Linked DNA regions of Mus musculus: region 2 is linked to region 1. The links are chromatin contacts, called in public Hi-C maps. All regions are on one chromosome and are shown on one strand. The core of a region is the stretch at or near the end of the contact, and the rest is flanking DNA. Distances in the headings are between cores, read along the strand shown.

Region 1 (5,709 bases), core at 71-2,570:
AGCGCTCAGTACCTTCAGCTTCTTGTGGGGTAAAAAATGACCACTTCTCCAAATTAATAATATGAAAAAGTATCTTTTTAAGTATCTTTAAAAACCTTTCTAATGTATGTGTATTTGTGTCTGAGTGGGTGTATATGGGTGTGCCCATGCAGGGGCGTCCTTGGAAACTGCAAGGGTGCAGCTGAGGTTACAAATAGTTGTAAGCTGCCTAATATGGGTACTGGGAACTAAACTTGGGTCCTCCACAGGAGCAGTCAATAGTCTTAACTGCTGAGCCATCTCTCTAGCACCTTAATTTTATGTTAAAAACAAACAAGCACAAAAATCAAAACTACCTGGAGTGATAAGATAGCTTGGCTAGGAAAGACATCCATCACCAAGTCTGAGTACCTAAGTTTGTTCCCTGAGACGCACAGTTGTCCTCTGATACACATACGCATGCTTGCTTATATATATATGATATCGCACACACAAAGACACACACAAAGCAATGAATAATGAATACAGAAATAAAATGTAAAACAGAAACAAAAAACTCCCAAACCTTAAAACATTCCCTGTTGGCTCTTCTTGGGTTTCAGTTTTGTCTAGTCTGTACTATAGGAGTTCTACATAGATTTCAAAAAGCTTTTATTTTATGAGCCAATCCAGTTTTTACACCCTTTCCATTCCAAACTCAACAAAAAGGCAAACAACACTCGGGGATCAGTGTTGATGGCTTTCCTTCTTGCAGAGGGCCTGAGTGTGCTTCCTACCACCCATATCGGGCAGCTCACCAGTGCCTGCAATTCCAGCTTCAGCCAAACTGACACTCTCCTTTTGTCCTATGCAGACTTGCACATAAATAAATACTAATAAATTTTTTTAAAAAAGAACAAAAGAAGATGGACTAGCCTTTGATACTTCCTGCCTGCCATCCTTGGCTACAAACTGAGTCCCTCATGAGTGAGCCCGGCCCCGCCCAGCTGTGCACAGGAAGAGTCACACACCCACCTTGACTTTTTGTTGATGGTGATAAATCTGCCAGGCGATATGCACATGCATGGCGCACCACTTTCCTGGTTTCTGGAATAAGAAAGAATCGCATGGTCAGACGGAGGATACACCAGAAAGCCCACCTTTCCTTGGCCCCCAAGCTCCCTGCAGCTCTGCACTATGGAGACTTCCCTTTCATGAAAACGGGAGAGCTCTGTGCCAACCAAATGCTTCCAGAAGCAGCTCTTCCAAGTTAAGGCATGAGGGAGTCAGAACCCGCATCCCCCTGTCCCATGTGGGTCTGAGACAACAGCTCCTTTACAAAGCAGTCCTCTGCCAAGGACAATATGGCAAAGACCCGACTCTCTCTTTGTGCAGCCTGTCTTCTCCGGTGCCAGCAGGCAGGCCTACCTAACAAATGCTGTCAAGCTAACAGGCACATCAGCTGTCCAGAAAAGCTAATTAGGGAATGTCTGTGGATCGAATCAAAACAAGAAGAGGGGCCTTCGAAGTGCTACATAGAGATGTGTCACATTCTTACTGCAGTCTGGCAACCTTGCGTGTTGCACTGAGAGCCACGAACTAGTGAGCGTGTGTGCGTGCATGCGTGCGTGTGTCCTTATTCTCTTGTAGTTAAAAGAAGAGAAAAGGCAGAAATGAGTAGCTGAGGAGGAAAAGGAAGAACGGATTTCTTCCTTCCTGCAGGGATCAAGTCTCTCTTCCGCCTTCTGAAGAGCAAGTGTCAATCTGTGTGGTGTCACAGAGGACGGGGCTAACTCTCAGAGCTTCCTTTCTGCTCAGCATCTCCATGTGCTTGCCCCACAAAGTCCTGCCCCACTCTGCAGCAGCTAACACCAGCTTCTGTAGCAAGAGGCTGCCTCTGACTTAGACCCAAGTCTGACACTGGGGATGCTCTCATGTAATGGAATGATGGGTTGCTTAGAGTCACCAATAACACAGCCGTTGGTTTCAGGCCAGGGAAGAGGGGGGTGGTAATGGCTAATACTGCATGGGGTTTAGCAGGACCCTGAATCACCCAAGAGACAAGAGGCCAGGCGAACCCACGAGAGATTATGTAGATGAAGTCAGCCTCTGGACAAGCTTATGAAGGATTAGTCGATTCGGCTAACTGTGGCGGGAGGACCCACTCTAAATAAGGACAGGGCTATTCACTGGATGGGGTCTTATAATGAATGGAAAGCAGAGAGCAAGCTTGAGTCCCAGAGTCCATCTCTCTCTGCTTCTTACCCACTGCCTCAAGTTCCTGCCACCTACATTTTCCTGCCAGGATGTACCACAACCTTGAACTGTGAGTTAAAACACACCCATCCTTAAGCTCGTCAGGTACTGTTATAGCAAAGAAAAACATACCTAAGACAGGGATTATGTAACAGTCAATAGCAGGAACTGGAGCATTCGACTCTTGTCATCTGCTTCTAAGTCAGGAAGTACCAAGAGGTCACCTCCTGGCCAGACTCTGGACCTCGGAAATATTCTACCCATGTTTCTAGGATCCTTCCCATACTTTCCTGGGAGGCAGCTTGGATGAGGAAGGTATATATCACTTAGCATTGAGTGCTCTGGGCAAAATAAACTATCTCAAGAGAGACTAACTATAGCCAGCCTATGGCTTGTTCTTTCCCTTGCCCATTATCCCAGCAGAGCAGGGGGAAGGTGGATGAGTCAGGTGGCTCTCAAGTTCAAAGCCAGTCAGAGGAAGAACAAGACCTTGTCTCACAACAACCTAACCTAGTCTGTCTATTACATTTATATATATATATATACATATGTATATATGTATATATGTATATATGTATATATATATATATATATATATATATATATATAAATTATATTTGTGTGTGTGTGTGCCTGCCTGTGTATGGGTATGTGTGTGCAGTACCTACAAAGGCCAGAAGATGGCGTTGGATCCCTTGAAGCTGGACTTACAGAAGGTAATTACCCACCCAATATGGGCACTGGGAACCTAACTTGGATCTTAGGCTAGAACAGCAAGTGCACATAACTTGAGAGCTATCTCTTTAGCCCCTTATCAGTTGTATTAATGAAAAACCCAGTGGCCCGGCTCCCTCCTGCACTCAAAAGGAAAAAGGAAAAACAAAAAACAAAAAACCAAAACGAAAGGCCGTTTCCCATCTCCCTGCCTGCAAACCCAGGCAGTGTTAGCTGCTACCACTGACATCCACTCTGGCATCTCTCCAGCTCAGTCCCTGCTACTGACTTGCGTTTTTAACCCGCAGAGAGTCAGAGGTTGCACAAACAGTTCTAGAAGGAGCTCTTCTTACCCTTAGCATAGGTCTGAAAGGATCTGTCAACTGTGAAGAGAAAATGACAACTCGGTTACATGCCTGTCACTCAAACAATTGCCCTAATTAACAAATTTGTAGTGCTTCATTAGGAGGGGAAATTAAAATGTTAGAATTTTACTTTTAAATGAAGCCCTTTTAGAGAATAATTAACCCATTTTCACACCATCAAAAGTACCAAGCGTCCCCTCCCCCACCTCAGGAGCCCCAGAACATGCAGTGACAAGCGCCCCATACAAGTTTTACCAGCAGAGATGTGCCCTATGCCAGCAGGACTTGCATGTAACCTATACCATGGGGGTCCCCATTTTGACTGGCTCTGCCACAGGCCACTCTGTGAGGCTTAGGGAAAGCAGTCCTCAGACCACAAAATGATGGGTGACATGGAGGGGACATCTGGGAATGTCTGTCTGTCCAGACCCTGCAGACCCAAGCTGTCTTTATAACATCCTAGCTTCAATGAGTAGGTGGCACACAAGGGCTTAACCTCTTGCAAAAACAAAAAACAAAAAAGTCCTCACTAGAATAAAAATGGCTCAGAGGATAGCTTTATAAAGGACAGTCCACAGATGAGTGCCTCTCTACTATACAGCTTTGCCTTCTGTTTTAAAGGCAGGCATAGCATCAGTTATGAATAAATAACATAACTGGGACATAATGGATATTTTATTTAGTGCTAGAGCATGCTCCATCTGTAAGAGCAGAGTGGTCCAGTAACTTCCTGACCTCAAACAAGATGGTAAGAGGGTGTGTGTGTGTGTGTGTGTGTGTCCTGCATGCGTATACACATACACACACACCTAACTTTTAGGAAGAAAGTGTTGAGCACTTTTTCATTCAGGGGATTCTGTAGTGACTTCATTTTGTGCCAGAGGGGATGTAAGCAGCTGGAGACTGGACCAGTCGGATGTCAGATGGAAGGTAGACATGCCAGTGGATTTCAATTTCTGGGCTCAAAAAAAAGGGTCTGTTTTGTTTCTTTATCCTAGCCACGTCATTCATGCAATCTGCGACTTCTAACATAACTGGATCAGGCGTTTCCTGACATAACCAGCCAAGGTAGGAGCACCCGGTGGGCCATCCTTTGTGAATGACCTTGGTATTACCTATAACCGAGCCTGACTTTGCACGTACCCTTGGGTCCTTCTGGAGCAGAGTATGTGGGACTGTTCCAGGCCGGGCAGCCACGTCGATAGGGTTGGATGTCTACAAATGAATTAGACCACAGCTCAGGATGTACAGAAAAGCAGGCTTTATCCTTCTTACAGAGTAGCAGAAATGAAGCATTATCTACCTTATCTTGTTCTGGATTACAACTTTTCAAATTTTTATCTCTGTGTATGTGTATGTTATATGTTTATGTACATATTGCTGGTGCACATGCATGCATGCTAGAGCCAGAGACTCACATATGCTGTCTTCCTCAATTGCTTTCCACCCTAGTTTTTTGAGGCAGGGTCTCTCTGAACATGGAGCCCTGGCTAACTAAGCCCACAGTCCCAGGGATCCTTTCTTCTCTGTCTCCATAGAGCTGGGGCATATAAGGATACCACTGGACTAGGGGTGGGGATGTGAGAAAGAGCTGGGATGGAAGGCCCAAGAACAAACTACACAACAAGAACTCCTCATCCTTATAGGTGTTTGTGGGATGGAGTGTCTGAGCTGCAGGCGTAAGGCTTGTGTATGAGTTTAGCCCATTAATGAAGGTACTAGATAGGACCTGAGGCTCTAGTTCGAGGCTGGAGAGGTGGCTCAGCAGTTAAGAGTGCTTGCTGCTCTTGTAGGAGAGCTGGGTTCAATCCCCAGCACCCACATTCCCACATTCGAAGCCTCACAACTGCCTAGTACTCCAGAGGGATCTGATGCCTTAAGGTTCCTTGGGCACTTCATTTACACACACACACACACACACACACACACACACACACACACACACACACACACAAATTTAAAGGAAAAAAATTAATCTTAAAAAAGTGCTAGAATTTAGAATACTAATCCTACTGTCTCACCCCACCAAGGGGTGTGCTAGGAGCTCGGCAGCTCAGGCAAGGTGCTTGGTAAGAAGTAAGATGCAGGATGCTCACTTTAGGATCTAAGAAGCTACACAGGCAACTTTTGCCCTCAACCCCTCTTCCCTGTTGACCCACACCACTAACTGCCTCTGGTTTTCTTTTATTATTCTTCCCCTGCTTTCCCACCAAACACTGGAAGAACCGCTTAAGTCCACGATTATAATGTCCATGTGAGTTGCATCTTTCTGGAAGGTTGGCAGGGTTGTTTGGACACTAAGATACCTAGATATCCTAACTGGTAGGCAATGATGAGAAATTATATCCAGCAATCACTCATCAGTGATGGACGAAATGGGATAAGAGAACTTAATTTAGGCAAGACATAAGATTTC
Region 2 (5,927 bases), core at 755-3,254, 660 kb after region 1:
CGGTTCAAAGCCACCATATATTAGTGATGTGCCTACCCCACCCTAAAGGCAGAGAAGAGCAGGGAGGGGAGAATATCAAAACAAAAGGTGAATACCAGAATGTTTATAGGGAAAAGAGCAAACAACCTCTTTGGGAATTACTTGAGGCAAGAGCAAAGAATTATAGCACATAAACTGAGGTTACATAAACACTCTAATAAAATCCAGGGTTTGATTTATGGAAGCAGTCTGTCTCCTGCGTGCGTCTACAGACAGCAGTGGCTCAGTCTGAAGGGCCAGAACCCTAGAAACCAAACACATGCCATTTCCACAAGGAAGAGGGGTTGTAAGGGAGAGAAAAAATAGGAGGGCAAGAGGAAGGCACCAGAAATGCACCCTTTGAATTTAAGTACACCAAGACCCACACCCTGGAGAGGCATTTAAAACCCCAGTTCAGAACGTGTTCTTTTTCTATTCCCACCTCTAAATCGTAGAACTCCAAAGCCAACGAACCAACCAAACAAAACAAAACAAAAACCAAGAACACCCAGAACAAGGAAATACCGAAGGACAGCAGCAATCAGTGCTAAACTCAGGATGAAGGAGAAAAAAAAGTGTTGCATTTACAGGAATATCAGTGAGTGTCAACAATCCACTGTTTCTGAGAAACAACAGGAAAGGGAAAGCAGCTTTCATGGGAGCATCATTCATGAGAGCATCACACGATGATGCTCCAGGCATGTATATTAGTCACAAAACGAGGTCAGGTGTGCTGGTACACAGCTGTAATCCAAGCACTGAGATGGGGGGGGGGCGGGGGGGGTGTCAAAAGCTAAAGGTCAGCTTCAGCTACAGACTGCAGGTCAAAGCTACATGAGACCTGATCTCAAAATTAAGCACAATTAAATTAAATTAAAAGAGTTGTAGAAAAGAAGTGGGGACCAGGACATGTCTCAGTGGTTGAGGGCATTTGCTGCTCTTGCAGAGGACCAGAGTTTCATAGTGCACACACTAGGCAACTCACAACTACCTGTAACTCTAGCTCCATGGGAAATTAATATTGTCTTCTGTGTTATGCAGACATTTGTACTCATACATACACACACCTACCTATCTACACATGCACACATGCGTGCAGCGCGCGCACACACACACACACACTAAAATAAGTAAAATAGGAGTGGGAGAGATGGCTCAGGAGGTTAGAGTACGGATTCTTACAAAGGACCCAAGTTCAATTCTCAACACCTACATGGAGGCTCACAACCAAGTGAAACTCCATTTCCAGGGAAGTCAATGCCCTCTTCTGACCCGTTCAGACCTAGTGGAGTCAGACATACAGACGAGCAAAAACATTCATCAGCATTTAATAAAGTCTAAAAAGAAAAAACACCTCAAAATAATATGCTTATAAAGAATCAGGAAGGGGAGGGACCACAGTGCGATACTGGCATTCTTATTAAGGAGTGAGCTGAGGCTGCTTTCCTGAAGGCATACTGTACTGACAGCAGTAGCAAGGAGGAGATAGAACAGCTAGCCTCAGACACAGTGACATCAAAGGTCTGCAGTAATTTCTTTATAAACCAGCCCTAGGAATAAATAGAAATGGCACAAAACGTTCTTTGAGTTTTAATATCTGAAGCTAATATAACTCAATGATGCTGTGGAACAGAAGTCCTACCGAATGTCAAAGAGCATTTTAAGAGCTCCAAGAGACTTCATAAAAAAAGATTGTGTCTGTATGACTACAGACACACTTTTACTCATATAATACATCTAAGATGCATCAGATAATAAGAGCCGCCTGCAAAGACTCTGAAAAACCACACCACTGTAAGACGTCTGGAATCAAAACAGCCGCTGAACTCTGGGAGGAAAATTCAGGCTCCCATCCATCCGTGGATTTATTCAGATCTGCTAACAAGCTTGCCGTGGGTCCTGCGAGACACAGCTACACATGAGTCAAGGCCTCTCTCAAGCATCCACAAAGGCCTCATGTGGGATATAGGAGGTGTCACTGGTGAGCCTGGACTGAAACAGATTCTCCCACAGAAAGTTCCAGAACAAGGCTGCAAAAGAGAACTAAACAGTGCCATCTGGTGCAAGAAAAACAGGGAGAAATAGGAGCCGTGGAATTTCCAGCCAGAACCTTGTGTTGAACCTCTGCTGGTGTGAGAATGACTGCTTTCTTTTCTCCTTCAGAAAAATGCCCTAGTGTTTCATGCATAATTCTTCACGCGTTATTTTTTTAATACCATTTTATAACTTTTCAATTAGCATAATCCAAGAGTAACTGAGCTATAAGAACTCTGAAGCCATTTACCATGCTTTCTTTTTTTATACTATGTAGTGACTCTAGGCTTCTTAGTTCTAAATATGACATTTTGGGGGTAAAATTCTACACTTTTTAAAAATGTATGCTCAATATTTGTGAGGAAGACTCATGTACTATTGAATGATTTATTGAAGACTTGATTTCTCCAGTGTTCCAAAAACTGTAACAAGTTATTAAATTACAAAAGAATAAAGCGTCAGTTGACAAGAGGGTGTATTATTTACTAAGTCAACCCACAAAGGTTCTTTAAATAAATTCTTTGTTCCTTTCCTTTTCTTTCTTTTTCTTTCTTTCTTTCTTTCTTTCTTTCTTCATCATCTTCTTTTTTTTTTACTTATTTCCTTTACATCATGCTTACTGCCCCCTTACCAGTTACCCCCTTCCATGATCATTCCTCCACCCTCTCCCCTCCTCCTCTGAGCAGGTGTGGACCCACTTGGTATCCCCCGACCTTTCAAGTCTTGGAGGGGCTAAGTGCATCCTCTCCTACTGAGGCCAGACAAGGCAGCCCAGCTAGAAGAACACATCTCATGTATAGGCAACAGCTTTTGGGATAGCCCCCCTCCAGTTATTCAGGACCCATATGAAAACCAAACTGTAATCTGCTACCTATGTGCATGTTTTTTGGTTGGTAGTTCAGACACTGAGAGCCCCAAGGGTTCAGGTTTCTTGACTCTGTTGATCCTCCTCTGGAGTCTCTCTTCTCTTTGCGGCTAGCTATCCCTCCTCCTATTCTGCCACAAGAGTCCCAGAGCTCCATCAACTGTTTGGCTGTGAGTGTCTGTCTGTCCGAGTCAGCTGCTGGGTGGAGCCTCTCAGAGGCTATTTGGAACAGTAGCACAAACATTGTATAACACCGTCCTTGAAAGAATCCAAGAATATATCCTAGGTTGACAAAAATAACATGGCTAGCTTACTGTCAACAAAAGAAATAAACAAAAAAGACAAACTGACTCACATCCCTGGATATTAGAATATTACTTCCGGGTTAGAGAAATGGCTGGGTGGTTGCAGACAATTGCTGTACTTGCTGCTCTTGCAAACACCCTGGGTACGAAGTCTGCTCAACAGGACCTGTATGGAGCCCCTCCCAACAACATCACTAATCCAGCGCCACAGGATCTGACGCCCTCTTCTGGACTCTAAGAGCAACTGCATGCACATGGCATACACTTACAGACAGACCCAAAAAAACAGCAAAAAAATGCAAAACTTTCCCTGTTAACATCTAAAAGACAAGTTTTCCAGATCCTTTCATGTTGAAAATTATTCAAGCCCTGGGCCATTGACTACAAAATCATACAACCTTGAGGACAGACTCGGGAATCACACTGACTCTGATGCCTGCCTGATAGAGCTTTTTTTGTTTTTTGTTTTTTTTAAAGGTAAATAGCAAATAAGCACACATAAAAGCAACCAAAACTGTCTGTATTTACTTTTCCCTGAAAAAAGGATATAGATGATACAACGCATTCTTTGAGTACACGAGGAGCAGAGATATAAGGTACACGGGTGGCTGGCTTCATTCCTTGGGTCTCATAACATAACATAGTTAGGAGGAACCTGCTGCGGACTGAACTAACTCCATATTGACAGGATGAATGTAAGGGGGGGAAATCTACAAACAAGAATAAACCCCCAGATGCTAATGAAAAACATAGACCCTACTAGATCAGCATTTTAACCTCAGACACAGAGAGACATATGCATAGGGGGTAACAAAAAGAAAAATACACATGACAACATTTACAGTTAATACATTTAAGAGAGACAGTGTGGTTTTCTTCTTTCTATGCCCCTCTCCACCAGTCTTTGAATCTAGGAGCTAAGCAGAAGTTTTCCTCTTCAGTAGCCTGTAGATGGTGCTACGAACCTGTTTTTCTTTCGCGGAGAACTGCAGTTTCATCACCAGAGGAAGCTAATTTATATATCCCATTTCTTGTACAGCTTAGAAAGGTGAATGGGGATACCATACCTTCTCACAGGTCACTGAAAAGGGCTACCTGGATAACTAGCTTCAGAAAATGGATATAATCATCCTTTTAATTGTGCACAATAACCAGTGATTGCTACCTTCCAGGTGGGATGACAGAGAAAGGCTCAGAGGTGACTGCAGCTGCTTCAGATACAAGCTCACTCTGTTCCACTACCCCATGGAATATGTGACCACGGCTTGATATTTGCCTGTCCTAAACTGTTCTCTGCAGCAAGCGGTGACAGAGAAATTTAAACACAGACAGATCGCTGTACCAAGCTGTCCTCAAAGGTCAGTGAAATCTTAGGTTTCTTTTCTTTTCTTTTGTTTTTTAAATATGTAGTTTATTTTGAACATACGCGTATTGTGTTCGAGTTCAAGAAAGCACATCTGTAATGGGCTGTTTTAAAACTCACCTTTTTAGGGCTGGGACAGTGCTTGCCTTGCAAGCATGAGAACCTGAGCTCAATCTCTAGCACCCACAGGAAGTTAAGCAGGGTGCTGAATGCTCCTCATCTAACACAGGGGAAAGGAACACAAGATGATCCCGTGGGCTTCCTGACCAGCCTGCCTGGGCTAATTAGGACAGCACTATTCCCAGTGAAACCCTACTCCAAAAGGCAAGGTGAGTAGCCCCTAAGGAACACCTCCTAATGATGCCTCATCTTGGTTGTCAGATACAACCCAAGAAGCTGGGCACTCGGGTCAGGGACTTTCTTGACTGAATCAATTTAGGTGAAAAGACCCACCCTAAATCTCAGCCATCCTTCTACTGGCAGCCCACATAAACATAACTGACATGGAAGAAGACACCTTCAGCTCTTTGCCTGAGTGCTAGCAACTCTTGCTATCAAGTTCATCTGCACTGTTATTGAAGCATTCCTTTGCTGGCATTGCAACTGATTTCTTCAGGATTCACTTAAAGACTGTATTGGGAGCTCCTTAAAAGAAGAGATGAGCGTTGCTTCTCAGTGTCTGACAAGAATGGATTTGGCACTTGGCAAGCACTGGATAAAGAGTAAATAAATTATCACACTGAATTAGGGAAAATCAATACCTTAAACAATCAGTTCTCCCTTGAATTACACTCACATGAAACACACAATGAACTGACTAGAAGATTTTAAACTGTAGGATACATAAAGGGAAAGTTCTCTAACCCACTTAGATACCTATCTATAAGTAAGCAAACAAGACTTTAGCTATTGATAACGGACATTAAAAAGTTGGATGGGCATGGAAGACCATGAAAGAGGTAGAGATAAGACTCCTGGAGAAGATGGCTAGCCAGGTTTTATAACCACTGAGGTCTGGCTTCAGTGAACGAACTTACTTCAAAAATAAACTTGGAGAATGACCAAGGAAGACATTGGACTTAACTTTGGGGCTAGACACCCATCTTTATACATACCTGAACACATGTAACACTGCATGCAAGTACATAAACACAACTACATATTGAAAGAGGAGGAGGAGGAGGAGGAAGAAGAAGAAGAGGAGAAGGAGGAGGAAGAGGAAAAGGAAGAGGAGGGAGAGGAAGAGGAAGAGGAGGAGGAGGAAGAGAAAAGCAAAGGCCAGGTGAGGTATTCAGTTGTTAAGACCGTTTTCTTACTATGCATGAACCAGGCATAATGGTAC

The links. A called contact is a pair of places that touch in the nucleus more often than the background predicts.
Region 2: a contact with region 1 is called in a Hi-C map of cortical neurons, with 2.5 times the contacts expected there. The contact joins two enhancer-like sites. A contact is called at or near these places in 3 of 484 Hi-C or Micro-C datasets (cortical neurons, embryonic stem cells and muscle stem cells) and 1 of 115 datasets of contacts at active chromatin or transcription factors (embryonic basal ganglia).

The regions. Positions count from the first base shown.
Region 1 is chr5:131,456,846-131,462,554 of GRCm38.p6, forward strand. It overlaps Auts2 (autism susceptibility candidate 2), which reads right to left. Exons shown (of 20, transcript NM_001363480.1): 13 at 4,437-4,508; 14 at 3,282-3,311; 15 at 994-1,065. Among named protein-coding and RNA genes, the nearest start is that of Gm29681, 45 kb to the left of the region's middle. Within about 2 kb of position 1,321, at least 17 of the 459 cell types and tissues checked have an H3K27ac peak or open chromatin away from gene starts, as enhancers often do. A contact at or near this core is called in cortical neurons, where this site is marked.
Region 2 is chr5:132,111,652-132,117,578 of GRCm38.p6, forward strand. The region is part of intron 2 of Auts2 (autism susceptibility candidate 2); the gene reads right to left. Among named protein-coding and RNA genes, the nearest start is that of 4930563F08Rik, 230 kb to the left of the region's middle. Within about 2 kb of position 2,005, at least 12 of the 459 cell types and tissues checked have an H3K27ac peak or open chromatin away from gene starts, as enhancers often do. A contact at or near this core is called in cortical neurons, where this site is marked.